2 separate regions of the Mus musculus genome follow, and region 1 is linked to region 2. A link is a contact called in public Hi-C data. All regions are on one chromosome and are shown on one strand. Each heading gives the region's core, a stretch centred on a gene start, on an enhancer-like site or on the middle of the called end of the contact. The rest is flanking DNA. Distances are from core to core; before and after follow the strand shown. Region 1 overlaps Brinp2 (bone morphogenic protein/retinoic acid inducible neural-specific 2). Region 2 has its middle 190 kb from the start of Gm51655.

The links. Hi-C and Micro-C count contacts between places; a contact is called where the count stands out from the background.
Region 1: a contact with region 2 is called in a Hi-C map of cortical neurons, with 2.0 times the contacts expected there. The contact joins two enhancer-like sites. A contact is called at or near these places in 3 of 39 promoter capture datasets (embryonic stem cells, pre-B cells and trophoblast stem cells) and 1 of 484 Hi-C or Micro-C datasets (cortical neurons).

The regions. Positions count from the first base shown.
Region 1 is chr1:158,340,340-158,346,803 of GRCm38.p6, forward strand. All of the region lies in intron 1 of Brinp2 (bone morphogenic protein/retinoic acid inducible neural-specific 2), which reads right to left. Among named protein-coding and RNA genes, the nearest start is that of Brinp2, 13 kb to the right of the region's middle. Within about 2 kb of position 3,247, at least 13 of the 459 cell types and tissues checked have an H3K27ac peak or open chromatin away from gene starts, as enhancers often do. A contact at or near this core is called in cortical neurons, where this site is marked.
Region 2 is chr1:157,934,958-157,941,879 of GRCm38.p6, forward strand. No RefSeq gene overlaps it. Among named protein-coding and RNA genes, the nearest start is that of Gm51655, 190 kb to the left of the region's middle. Within about 2 kb of position 5,299, at least 17 of the 459 cell types and tissues checked have an H3K27ac peak or open chromatin away from gene starts, as enhancers often do. A contact at or near this core is called in cortical neurons, where this site is marked.

The DNA of each region.
Region 1 (6,464 bases), core at 1,997-4,496, 400 kb after region 2:
CCCGGTGTGCATTAAAATTTGAGAACCACTGCCTTACAGGAAAAAAAAAAGCCTTCCAAAATTTTACAGTTTTTACAAATTTGAAGTTCTGAGTATTTAATACTTTACCCTCAGTAGAAAGGATGCTTAATGGACTTTCATCAGCCCATACTTTCATGAAAATGGTGTGGTATGATTAATAGTTAGATGTGTGCCAGTTTTTGTTTTGTATTGTTTATTTTGTAAATAAAAGAACTCTTTCCAGTAGTTGATATTGTGCCAAGGAGGAAGGGCTAGGCTGATAGACAAACCTCCGTTCTTGCCTTTGGGGTGCTGAGTCTATGATTAAGGAGGAAGCAGGCCTTCCCCTTCATATCATTGCGGGGCACCAACTGTAATCACCTTCATGGTCAGGTTCACCAGGGGACAAGAGACTTATTCTAGGAGGCAAAATGCATCAGGGAAAATTCCTCTTCTACTTGGTCTAGTCACAAATGAGCCATCAAGATATTGGCTTTCTTTGTTTTATGATATCCTGAGGAGGAGGAAAAAGTGCAGCGGTGGACCAGCCTGAAGAGTCACACAAAGCAAAGGATACAAAAGAAAAATAAAAGAAGAGAAAACTTAATAACTAATGAATTATGGGAAGAAAGAAAACCGACTCTGCCGACTCTGTTCGGGTTAAGGTGAGAAATAACAGGATTAGAATGTCAGGCTGCTGGGTCCTGGAGACCTGACCATAAACCTCTAAGGTCTTTGACTTTTTTTCTGTACTTACTAATTAAATCATGTCTTGATATATATAAAATGAAATTAAATAAAATGCTTTGAGTCCAGAAGACGGCACACCATCAGCCCACACGGGCCTGGGTTTCTGACCGAGGCACAGAGGTATGCAGAACTATTTACAGGAGGATCTCAAAGAACATTTTAAGTGCCAAACACTGTGTGTGTTCCCAACAAGAGAAGTGACCAGAAAAAGCTCTGAAACACAAATCAGGGGTTCTAATCAATTTCACATCCCTTTTGTCATTTGTACCCCCTTTCTGGCTAATATTTTTTAGGACTGTTTAAAGTCTGGCACTTAAAGCTTGCTGTGTGGGGTAGCTTCCTCTTCCCATTCAACACAATTCCCATAAAAACACAATGTCTGTATTCTATTCTTGGTAGATGGTGTTTTTATGATCAAATATCTGACTCAAGTACTTGAGGCCACTGGGAGTCCACTTTCTGTGTCCCTCCTTGCTCCTATGCCGGGAAGGATTGCCATAAACTAAGAATTTAACTGATGAAAGCCCCAGCAGATATTTCTGGCCCTGTGTTCCTCTGTTGTTTGCCTGAGCAAAATCTATCATTACTCTATATGCATATGGCATGTGTCAACTGTTTTAAAATTAGCCAATTTTCCTAAGCGTAAAAATGGAGTTTTGTCATATCACATGAACCATATATCACAAAAACAAACCAGGTTTTGTTATAGCTTCCCCCCCCTTTCTGAAATGCATTAAGTCTTTCTAAGTCACTGCCAAATCCATTTCACTCGCTGCATTTGTGAGATACATTTAAAGAAATCAAGCATAGGGGGAGAAAATAAATTTCATACAATGCCTTCATCTGGAAAGACATCCAGTTCATTACCAAACCAACCACGCCTAGGAGGTCGGACTGCTGGGGAATCTTCTAAGTGATCAATAAATACAGCATTTGCATGCTGCCCTGCACTGGAAGCTTAAGATAGGGGAAAAAACAATAAAAATAAAAGTAAGATTAGGAACAGAACTGTCACAGAACGGACATTCTTCAAACACTAGACATTATAGGTGATAATTCTGCAATATTTCATGCACCAAGCAATTCTGGGCTGTGAATTTTGCTATATTCATTTAATAGTTGTGTGCACTGAGGCTTGAGCAGAAAAGTAACTGGGCAAGATCACATGATCAGCCCTGAGCAGAGTCTGTCAAAGATCTGTGTAGCTTGTGCTGGGTTTTGCTACTGGTGGTTTCTTCTTTTTCACACTCCTTATCCCACCCCCCCATTTTATCCCATATCTCTAGATAGGAGAGAAAGGATAGAGGGGAGAAAGAGAGAGAGAAAGATCTCTGAATCTTATTTCTTTCTTCTTTTTTTCTTCTTTGAGCATGACTACTAATAAACCCCAATCAATGCACCCTCCCCCACCAACTCCTAACCCCCAACCCCCCAACCATGTCCATCTTGGCTCTACCATTTATATAACCTCTGAAAAGTTCCCAGAATTCCAAATGACACACAGCCACATAAATTATCTTCAGCTGGCAAAGCCACTTCTCTGCTAGAGCACGAGGCAAATTATAGTCAGCTGCTGAGGAAAGTCCAAAGCAGCCCCATATCCCCACCCTGGGGATTAAAATGAAAACATATTCTTATCACCACAGATCTGCACTCTGATTAGTAGTGTCTGAACCTCTTCCCTCAGTGACTAAGGTCTTTCCCACAAGTGAAGGAAAAGCCATTGAGCATCTAGGTTTTGCTATGGAAACACAAGGAGCTAGCTATGTCAACTCTTGCATCCTAGTTTTCTTCTCCTGGTGGGGGTTATGTAGACAGGCATTATCTTTAATGATTGTGGATTGGAGAAGGACTCTGTTAGGTGATTCTATGTAAGCTCCTATACAATGCTTTCAAATGTTGCTAGGAGGGGCTGTTATCCAGGCAACTGTCTGTTCTGTACATTTTGAGGGGCCTGTAATCCTTCTGAAAAGGGAAAAACATGAGTCTTTCACTTAGGTTAAAAATCTGTGAATTTCTCTTTTGAAATGCTTCAGTGTTAATTGGGAGACAGCACATTAAATCATTATTAGTCATTAATACTTCAGCACAAATGAGTTGATCAAGTTACTGAGACGCGTGAAGGGGCCTTAGGGAAACTGTCGCCTTGATGGAGGTGGTAGGGAGTTGCCAAGAAGGGCAGTCTCAGGACTGCAGGGACTGAGAGAGATGCTGGCTGTCAGGCACAAAGGAGCATGGCTCAGTCAGGCAGAGAAGGGACCGGAACTAATCAGCTTAGTTCTGGATAGGATTGCTTCTACAAATGTTGCCAGCCTTTCTCACCCCTCTATATCCACGCACACGCACACTCACACATGTGCCAGGCTATGCCTTCTGAACTTGCTGCAAGTGTGCTTTATGTAAGGCTTTTAGGAAAGGCCAATCATCTCTAGGCAAGAACCTTCCTGGCTTCGGAGGTGAGGGGGGACTCGTAACACATAATTTTGCCTCTAGGGGTCTCCAGAGCCTGGAGGCTTCGTGAGGATACTGGCCTTACTCTGTGATTTCTGAGTCTCAAATTCCCAAGGCCAAAGACCTAGGAAGAGGCACAGTGTTCAGGAAGTCTCTGGGGACCTATCACCCACAGGGACGCTGCTCATCACCTGCACCCATTCCTTGTGTGACAACATATTTATAGTATGCTAAGTGGCCAGATACAGTGAAGGGGAGGCAGAAATGAGTTGCCCCTGCAGTAGTTATGCACCGCCTAGGCATTTCTATTCCTCAAGGGGATTACAAGGACTTCTCTGGAGCCTAGACCCCACACTATCCCAGTAATTCAACTGAAATCTGGGCTCCAGTCCGGCCACCTCCAGCTCAGGATGCTGTGCCCTGCATGAAGCTCCCAAGTGAGGAATAGAAGTGGATACCTTCCAACACTGCTGCTACTGGGCCTGGACCCTGGAAAAGAAGCTGCCCCTGACCTAGAGGATCAGGAAGAGCCAAGGAAGCAGATCTGCTGCAAGGGTCTTGGAGGACAGGAATGCTTTGTGAAGGCAAAGAGGTGAGGTAAAATCTCACAGCCGAAGCATGCTGGTCTCCAGTAAAAAAAAACTATGAGATAGGTTAATAAATATTATTTCCATCCAATGTAGATTTAGGGATTAGTGACCAAAGTCACACTCTCTAATTCATTCAATCCACTGTTAAAATCCTAACACTGCCAGGTTTGGTGGGGATACCTTTAATCTTAGCACTTGGGGAGACAGAGACTTGGGAGGGTCTCTTTGAGATGCAGCCTGGTCTACATATCAAATTCCAGGCCATGCCAGCCAGAAGACACACCATGACCCTGTCTAAAAGCAAGCAAACAAAAATTCCCAGTACCATTATTCCCCAACTGCTGAGATCTCAGATCAGTGGCAAGCAACTCTTCTTACTCAATTCTTCTCATTTTTATTGAGTATAGTGAGGGGCGCTTCCTTTGTGTGGGGGGTGGAGGGTGTTGGAATTGGAGGAGACTGCACATGTAAGCATAGTCGGTGCCTGGTACAGTTCCTGGCACACAGCAGGTGTTTATTCATAGACATTGAATTTTATGCATTTTCAATCATTGAGAATAAGAGAGAGCAGTAATTTTTCCTAGTCTCACGGAATGTCACAGATGTGTCTGTGTTGGCAAAGGTCTTAGATTTTATGATCAATTTTAATATATCACCTATTATTTTTTTTTTAAAAATGGCAAGGCTTGCTTTTGGAAGGATCTCTATAGTACATATTTTTCAGTGTGTCTCCAAGTGCGTTTTCTGTTCTAACCAGGAGGTGCCTTGGGCAGAACTTTTGGCTGGGGAGAGAAGTGTGGGATGACCCAGCTCCAGGCACCTACGCCTGCCCCAAGGAGAGCCTTCCATATGCATTGGCTGGGTGTATTAGAATTCTAGATGAAGATTTATTAATGAAAGCCCTCTGCCTTCCTAAAAGGTTAAAAATCTTGTGAAGTTCAGGAAACCCTTCCTCCACACCTAAGGAGACTCTGCTCTAATTTTGTTTTGAAAGCCTTGCTCTTTTGAAAACACACACACACACCTGTCTTCAGAAAGGCCCTTGGAATACTCAGCATGCGTGCACTAAGTGAACAGGCCGTGTAAAGCTTTGCACTAGAGACTCTTCAGGGCTCTGTCTGCATTTCTGTTTTGGTTTGTTTTGCCTGCTTTTGCATTCCCAGTGTTTGAGTTTGGGTCACCTTTTACCATCTACCAGCCCTGGTGGCCTGCTCCCAGGAATCCCTTCAGAGTTAACAATGCTTCTACTTAAGAAACAGTCAGATATCAACAGCTTCTCTTACCTTGACCACAGAGCTACCTTCCCCCCCAGGACACAGCCTAGGAACAAGGATGAGTTGCAAAGTCTAACGTTCAAGCAAAGGGCTTCTGCATCGGATAGATTTAGGGTCAAGTGTGAACTCACCCACACTCAGAAGCCTGAAATGGGTCATTCAGTCTCTGGGAACTTCCATTTCCTTACTCATAAACAGAAAATGCCCCACTTTAGGAGGTTTATCCCAAGATCCAAGGAGAAAATACCTGGAAAGCACTATAGGACCTGGCGGTTGGTAAGGGTTCTTAAGGAAATACCTGATTCATCTCCCCCAGCAGCGAGAATTAAAGGTGGTACCGAATCTTGTTGGCTATGCTGGGGTCCCAGCTTTCACCTCTATGGAAGTCAACATCTCTCAAGTGTTTGTCTTTGGAGACACAGAAACAGCAGTTACCATTTTCTGAATGCCCATTTTGAGGCAAGTCCTTCTTGGATATTTGTCAATCATTGTCTCTAATACTCAGAAGATGTTATCATTTCCATTTTTAGGTGGAGGTACCATAGTTCATGAGTGTTCTATAACCTAGCTGATGTTGCACAGCTGGTTAGTAACCAACACAGGACTGGAGCTGCTCTGACTAGGAACTTGGTCTTTCCCCTCCTGATAGCTCAGAGCCTCCCAGACTGTAAGTCAGAAACTCTTATGCACTAATCAGAACCTGAGGCTACGTCCTTTGAACTTACTTTCCTCGGTTTTAGTCTATAAAATAAGAATGGCGCTCCCTTCATGAGGTAGGAATGAAAATTAAGTGAGATATTACAACAAAAATGAGCCCAGTGCAAGTTCTACTCATTTCAAGATGTATCTTAAATATTTATGAGCTTGTTCCAGCTAGCTTTGGCCTGCTTTTCAAATCATTTCTTTAACTTTTATTATAAAATATTCACAAAGGACAAACAAATGGATAGATGCATGTGTAGGATGCCAGTGGAGATTGACATAATGACCCAGCTGCCACCCAGCTGTCCTGTCACCATCTCGTAAGCTTTCTGTTCCGCATGCCCCTCCCTGATCAGATTCCCTTTCTCATTGCTTCTCAGCCTTTTGGCTAAGATCAAGTGCAGATTCTCTTTCTTTCTCCCTCTAGCCCAGTTCGGTTTTCACCTTATTCCCTTTTGCTCATACCTCTGGGTTGTCTCTGGCCTTTGCTGTGCCTGTCACTCCACTAAGGTTCTGAGTGACACTTCGTTCACAGGAGAAAAGTAAAATAAAAGTGATTTAGTAAAGCCGTGGTGTGTGTGTGTGTGTGTTTGTGTGTGTGTGTGTGTGTGTGTGTGTGTGTGTGTGTGTGTGCATGTGTGTTTTCACATGTCATCATGTCATCTCTTTCTATCCTTGTCAAGAGCAGCAAGCTGGA
Region 2 (6,922 bases), core at 4,049-6,548:
TGCAGTGTATTAATGTGTGCTTCTTAATATGTTTGTGTGGAGATGAGAAGTCAATGATAGTATCCTCTATTAATCTCCACATCATTATCTTAGATAAGGTCAGTCTCCCAATGAACACAGCACTCATCAATTGGTTAGACCAGCTGGCTAGGGAGCTCTGGGAATCTACCTGTCACTGTTTCCCATCCCCAGTGCTGGAGTAAAAGAGATGGTATATAATGCTTAGCTTTGACTTGGGTTGGAGGACTCAAAGTCAGGATATCATGTTTGCACAACAAGTGATTTACTGAGTGAGCCATCTCCCAAGTACCTGTTTACTTCTTGGAGACATTTTATAAAACATATTTTTAAAACTAAAGAACTCCTAAATGCTTTATATTGGCTATGTTTTATTGCACCAAAATTTCCTTTTATTTAGGTTCTTCTAGTAGCCTGGTGCATGGTCTAGTGCTATGGTTTTAAACCCTGCAAGGCTCCCGTCCAAGGATTTTAAAAGGGATTTTGATTAGGTGTGATGTTTCCCTCATTTTCTTTCTAGGCTTGAAGTGAGAGCCCGGTACATCCTTGGCAGAAATTTCTCTCTCCATTCAACAATAGTTTGTGATAATAAATTTTGGAGAGAGGGATCTAACTCTTAGACAGTTGTGGGCTTTAGCTGTCAGTATGTGTAAACAGAAGTTTTAACTGGATTTATCAGATCCTATGATCGAAAGTTAGTGTAAGTCATAGAGGAAGAGGAGTTGGGAAATATTCTATTTTTTGTTGCAATGGTGGGAGAGCCTTTGGTTTCTTTCATTCTGACATTCAGAACTCACCCTGCTGTCACTGGGTCACTGCTCACTTCAAGCTGAGCCTGCTAGGAAGTGAAGGCATGAATGGGTTAGGTTAGAGATCTGGTAAATTTTTTTCCTTTTCTTTTATTAGATATTTTCTTTATTTACATTTCAATTGTTATACCTTTTCCTGGTTTCCTCTCTGAAAACTCCCTATCCTCTCCCCTCTTCCCCTACTCACCAACCCACTCACTCCCACTTCCTGGCCCTGGCATTCCCTTACACTGGAGCATAGACCCTTTACAGGACCAAGGGCCTCTCCTCCCATTGATGACTTACTAGACCATCCTCTGCTACATATGCAGCTGGAGCCATGAGTTCCTCCATATGTACTCTTTGGTTGGTGGTTTAGTCCCTGGGAGTTCTGGGGGGGCAGGGGTGGGTACTGGTTGGTTCATATTGTTGTTACTCCTATGGGGCTACAAACCCCTTCAGCTCCTAGGTCCTTTCATTAGAGCTCCTCCATTAGGGACCCTGTGCTCAGTCCAATGGTTGGCTGAGAGAATTCACCTCTGTATTTGTCAGACACTGGCAGAGCCTCTCAGGAGATAGCTATATCAGGCTCCTCTCAGTGAGCACTTGCTGGCATCCATAATAGTGTCTGGGTTTGGTGATTGTATATGGGATGGATCCCCAGGTGGGGCAGTCTCTGGATGGCCTTTCCGTAAGTCTCTGCTCCACACTTTGTCTCTGTAACTCCTTCCATGGGTATTTTGTTCCCCCTTCTAAGAAGGACCAAAGTATCCACACTTTGGTTTTCCTTCTCGAGCTTCACGTGGTCTGTGAATTATATCTTGGGTATTCCAAGCTTCTGGGCTAATATCCACTTATCAGTGAGTGCATACCATGTGTCTTATTTTGTGATTGGGTTACCTCTCTCAGGATGATGTTTTCTAGTTCCATCCATTTGCCAAAGAACTTCATGAATTCATTGTTTTTAATAGCTGAGTAGTACTCCATTGTGTAAATGTGCCACATTTTCTGTATCCATTCCTTTGTTGAAGGACATCTGGGTTCTTTCCAGCTTCTGGCTATTGTAAATAAGGCTGCTATGAACATAGTAGAGCATGTGTTCTTATTACATGTTGGAGCATCTTCTGGGTATACCCAAGAGTGGTATTGCTGGGTCCTCAGGTAGTATTATGCCCAATTTTCTGAGGAATGGCCATACTGATTTCCGGAGCAGTTGTATCAGCTTGCAATCCCACCAGCAATGGAGTAGTGTTCCTCTACTCTATATCCTCACCAGCATCTGCTGTCACCTGAGTTTTTGATCTTAGCCATTCTGACTGGTGTGAGGTGGAATCTTGGGGTTGTTTTGATTTGCATTTCCCTGATGACTAAGAATGTTGAACATTTCATTAGGTGCTTCTCATCCATTTGTTATTCCTCAGTTGAGAATTCTTTGTTTAGCTCTGTACCCCATTAAGAACTCAATAAGTTAGACTCCAGAGAAGCATCTGGAAGTTTCTTATGTCTATCCACAGCAACTGAGTAAACCTAGGTTACTGTTCCTGGCACTGAGACAGAGCAGGTACAGAGGAAAATGGAAGACTTGTCATGGGAATGGAATAGGCAGATCTAGACACAAATATATTTAAGAAGGCACACCTAGTTCTTCGCAGTTTCCTGGGAGCCGCTAGCACAATCTGTACTTAACTAGAACTGCTATGGAAGGAATCTTTATTTTCTTCTGTCCCTTCAGATTTATGAAATGGTCACTTACTCTTACATTTTATAGGTTTAAGCGTTTAACTCCTCATCCTCCCTTATGGAAGCATTTCCCATATCTTTGACAATACATGCTTAGTTAGTTAAAGTTACAGAAAGAGACAGTGTTTAGTTTTTCCTTATAGCTCAGTTGGAAGACTCTAGTCAAGTTAATTTGAGCACAAACTTAAAAGATTTTTCCAACTGACATGGAATCAAAGACTTCTGCAAGCTCAGGATTGTTTACTTTGGGCAGAGTTCAAGGTTATCTTGCCCTCTAGTTGTTAGACAAGAAGTTGTGTTTAGCCCTGACCCAATGTTAAGTTTTGTCCTTAGAGGAATCATGTACAAATAGGAACAGCAGCATCCTGAGTGTGCTTCCCTGAAACACATGAGTGGTGAGGGCTGGGCCAGCTGTCTGAGATGTCCCCTGAATTCCCCAGTGCAGCTGGATCTCCCCTCCTTTGTGGCACCCAGGCCTATCATTACTAGATCACACTGCTCCAGGCCATGTGACAAGCATACTAAGGGCAGACAATACAGTGAAGAAGAATGGAAGAGGACCTGCATTTTATCCCTTTTCATTCTATCAGCAGAGAGACTGCAAGTGTTATGCTAAATTCTGCCTATTAATTTGGGTATAAATAGACCCCCTTTTCTAATCCAGATGCAGCCTTGTAGCTCTCTGTACTGGGTTGGTGATGCTCTGTTGTGTCTTGGGAGTAATAAGATTCTACTGGAAAGAATACAGGCAAATCATCCCAGCTGAGATTACATAAAAGGATAATGAAAACTAGAGAAAGTCTGTAATAAACCTCAATATCGAGTTGAGTGTGATTTTTAACAAAAGTATGCTTGCATTTAGCTCAGTGACTTGAGATCCTCAGATAGTAGCTAAATGCATTTTGTGAAAACTTTCCCAGCCCTGGGCAGAAGCCATTTTGTAGGCAAGGTAATTCTTCTGGAAAGGCATAAGCTGCTAAAAATCAGAGGCTTACGGATGGATTTCAGACCCTTGCTGATTTATAGTTAGAATCTCAGAGGCTTGGGCCCTGCTAATGAGTGGCTGGGCATCCGATGGGGGAAGTCCCACTTCCTACGTCTAGGAAAAAGGCCTTTTATCTTGAAAGATCTGGTGCATTTTTTGATTAATCTTTGTATTTTTTTATTATGCTACAGCTCCAGGATTCTTGGACTCCAAAGCCTGCCAATTTATTCTGTATTTATCTTAGCGCCTGCTTTTCTTCTCCAGTGCTTCCTACAGTTCCTTCTCTTTTGTCCTTAGATGTTTTGACCTTGTAGAGAAGCAATTTCTCAAGAAAGCTTTCATCAGATCCACGAGTTGTCTAACAATAAAGGGCTTTATGGTAAATTTAGACAGAGAGACAATGTGTTCCACATTCCTCTCTTGAAAATTTGTGATGTGCTTTTTAAAAGATGCTGAAGAAAAGTTTTTTTTTTTTATATTTGTTTAAGTGTATAGATGTATAGCGATTTATTTAGTATCACTAGTTTTTAGAATTTGCTTTGGGCATTTTTACTATAATATCAGAAATTGCAAAGCCTATTTAGATCACTACACATTCAAATTATTAAGAAGCAGGCATGGATCATGTAATCTTCTAAAATACTCTTTAAAGCAAACACTGGAAGCACTGGGTAATCAAATACATGAAAATGAAAAGAGTCAGATGGTTACTAAAGCATAGACTGAAAGAAAATCAGGGCTGTTTGCTGTTCCTGGTGTAGAGGTGCTGAAATGGTGATGCCCTGGGTGCTATTAAAAGTGACTCCCTGACAGGGACCTTAAAAGTAACTGCACAGAGTGATTCATGGGAGATCTTCATAAAAGTCTCACACAGTACAACCACACAAGCAATGATATGGTAGGATATGCACATTTGGGAATTAACAGACCTGGGGCTTGATTTCCTTGCTCCCACTAATTGGATGTGTGAGCCGGAGAAAGGCATTTAATCTACCACGTCTTATTTATCAAATAAGAGAATTGCATGAGATATGAGTTCACTCTAAGTTCTAAAAGTCATAATCAATAATAACTTTTCAGGTAGGTCTTTATGTGAATACAGAATAAATCACATGGGTGTGTGTGCCCCAGGCCTCTGGGCTCCTCTGCTTCCCTTTTAATTCTTGGGAGATGATCTACTTCAGAGCCATATGTGTTGCACTAATTGGCAAGAGCACTGCATCCTGTGCCAGTGACATACTACAGATTTGGGAGAGGACTGGAGCCAGCAATGCTCTAAGCATCTTGGAAATGTGGCTACCTCTATGGAGAAGTGTCTCCTTCCAAGAAGGCAGTTTTTAACTATGTGCTTAGCAAACTTCAATTAATAAGCACCCTCGTGTCCTAGGCTCTTCTATGTATTTGTGGGGGCAAAAACACTGACTGAATTTCTTACTCTCACGGAGTTTATATTTTATTGGATGAAGACAGGTAGTAAACCATAATAGTAATAAATAAGAAAAGTGTGTAACAAAAATAAATTATATAGTATATTAAAAGGTGATAAATACTATGAGCAAGACAAGGGTAAGGGGCAGAGAACCGGAATAATAAATAGAGAAGCTGGTGTAAGCCTCGTTAGAGAAAAGGACCTTTGAGCATCGAGCTGAAGGAGATGAAAGAGGCAACCACAGCTTATCTAGAGGATGAAGTGGTGATATGGTACCCAGTACAGGAGAAGCATCTGCCCAGATGCTCCAGCAGCAGCAAGGGAACCGGTGAAGCTTGAGTGGTATGACTCAGGCAGCAGCATGTGAGCAGCATCATTCAGCTGCATAAAAGAGTGCCATGGAGCCTCTTAGAGCAGCTTCCACGCTTTGCAGCAGGACAGACCAACTTCAGGGTTTGTTGCCTTGTAGGAAGCGTCCTCTGAGACTTCCTGCCTGGCCTGAGACACCCAGTTAGCACCTGCGCATTAGAATACCCTCTCTTCCAACAATAAAGCATCCAGCCTTTGTATCTGTAACAGCTTCCCCTGTAATTTATGCTTTCTATGGTGAGTTTAAATGCTGACTCTATCATTATCTGAGTTTATTACCATTTCCATTTGCATATGTTTGATGGGAGGAGTGGCAGGGATGGGAACCCTCTGGATGAATTCCAGACTGGAAGTCTGCAAGTCTCTCATTACCCTTACTTCTCTTTTTGTCTTATGGCTTCCTTAGGGCCTGAGCCAACATCAGCTGTACATAAAGCTATGGCTCAGGCTCTCAGTAACTCTGCTGCCTGTTTTGAGTCTGCCTGTTTTCTCTATCCATTACTGCATCCATTACTGGGGATGTCTAAGACATAGGACTTCTAAGACACAGTCGACATTCTCATCATCCCCATGAACCATTATTCCTGCTTCACAACTAAGAACAGACATTTTCTCACATCAACTAAGCCTGGTAGTTTTTCTCTTGAACGGTTGGAATCTGCTTTTCTGACATCAAGGAGAATTGTTAGTATTCAGAAACCTTAAAAAGTATTAACAAGATATGCAGCATCTGCTCAGAGAGTCAACCATTCTTCCTCGTGCTCACTTATGCCCCCACCATAGCTCCACCTACTTTCTCAAAATCACCTCCTTGGTCAGGAATGCTCACTGCCTTTTACGATGCTCCAAAACATTCTTGTGACAGCAGAGTCTCCAAATTATTTCTAGAAGCTAGGAGGTAGCACAAGTTACAGGTGGGTAGAAGGCATTGTTGTCTGGTAGGCAGCAAACTTAGTTTATTTTACAAGTCTGTGTTCTCCCCATTGCTTGCATTTGAAATAGTGTGCACAGGTGCCCCCTGTTTGATTCAATTTCAACCCTCATCATGATTTATAGTTCTACCTGATCATATCCAGATCACTATGCTGTTTGCCTTTGTCTGCTGAGCTATGGTCTATGATTGGGAAGTCTGAGCCAGGCATTTTAAGAATTCAGAGTGAACAAACATGTCTGTCTCCCACACATTTAATGCAATCAACAATGAGTCTAATCTATATTTCTTTGAAAAGTGACACTTTTAGCCTACAGAGAATACTAAGCTGAATGAAGTGATGTCAATTATTAGATACACACAATCCTTTGGAAGGGATAAACTGCATAAGGGAATTTATAAAAATCTGTGTTTTTTACCCTGTGTTATTTCCACAACTACTTCTTCTTCTTCTTCTTCTTCTTCTTCTTCTTCTTCTTCTTCTTCTTCTTCTTCTTCTTCTTCTTCTTCTTCTTCCTCTTCATCTTTATTAAAATTTTCACCCTCATCAACATCATTCTCATCATATATTAGCACAGTAACAACCAGTTAGTGTATATTTATTTTGTCAATTATACTGACAGCCATTGTGTGAGAATAGACTCTTAAATATATCAACTACC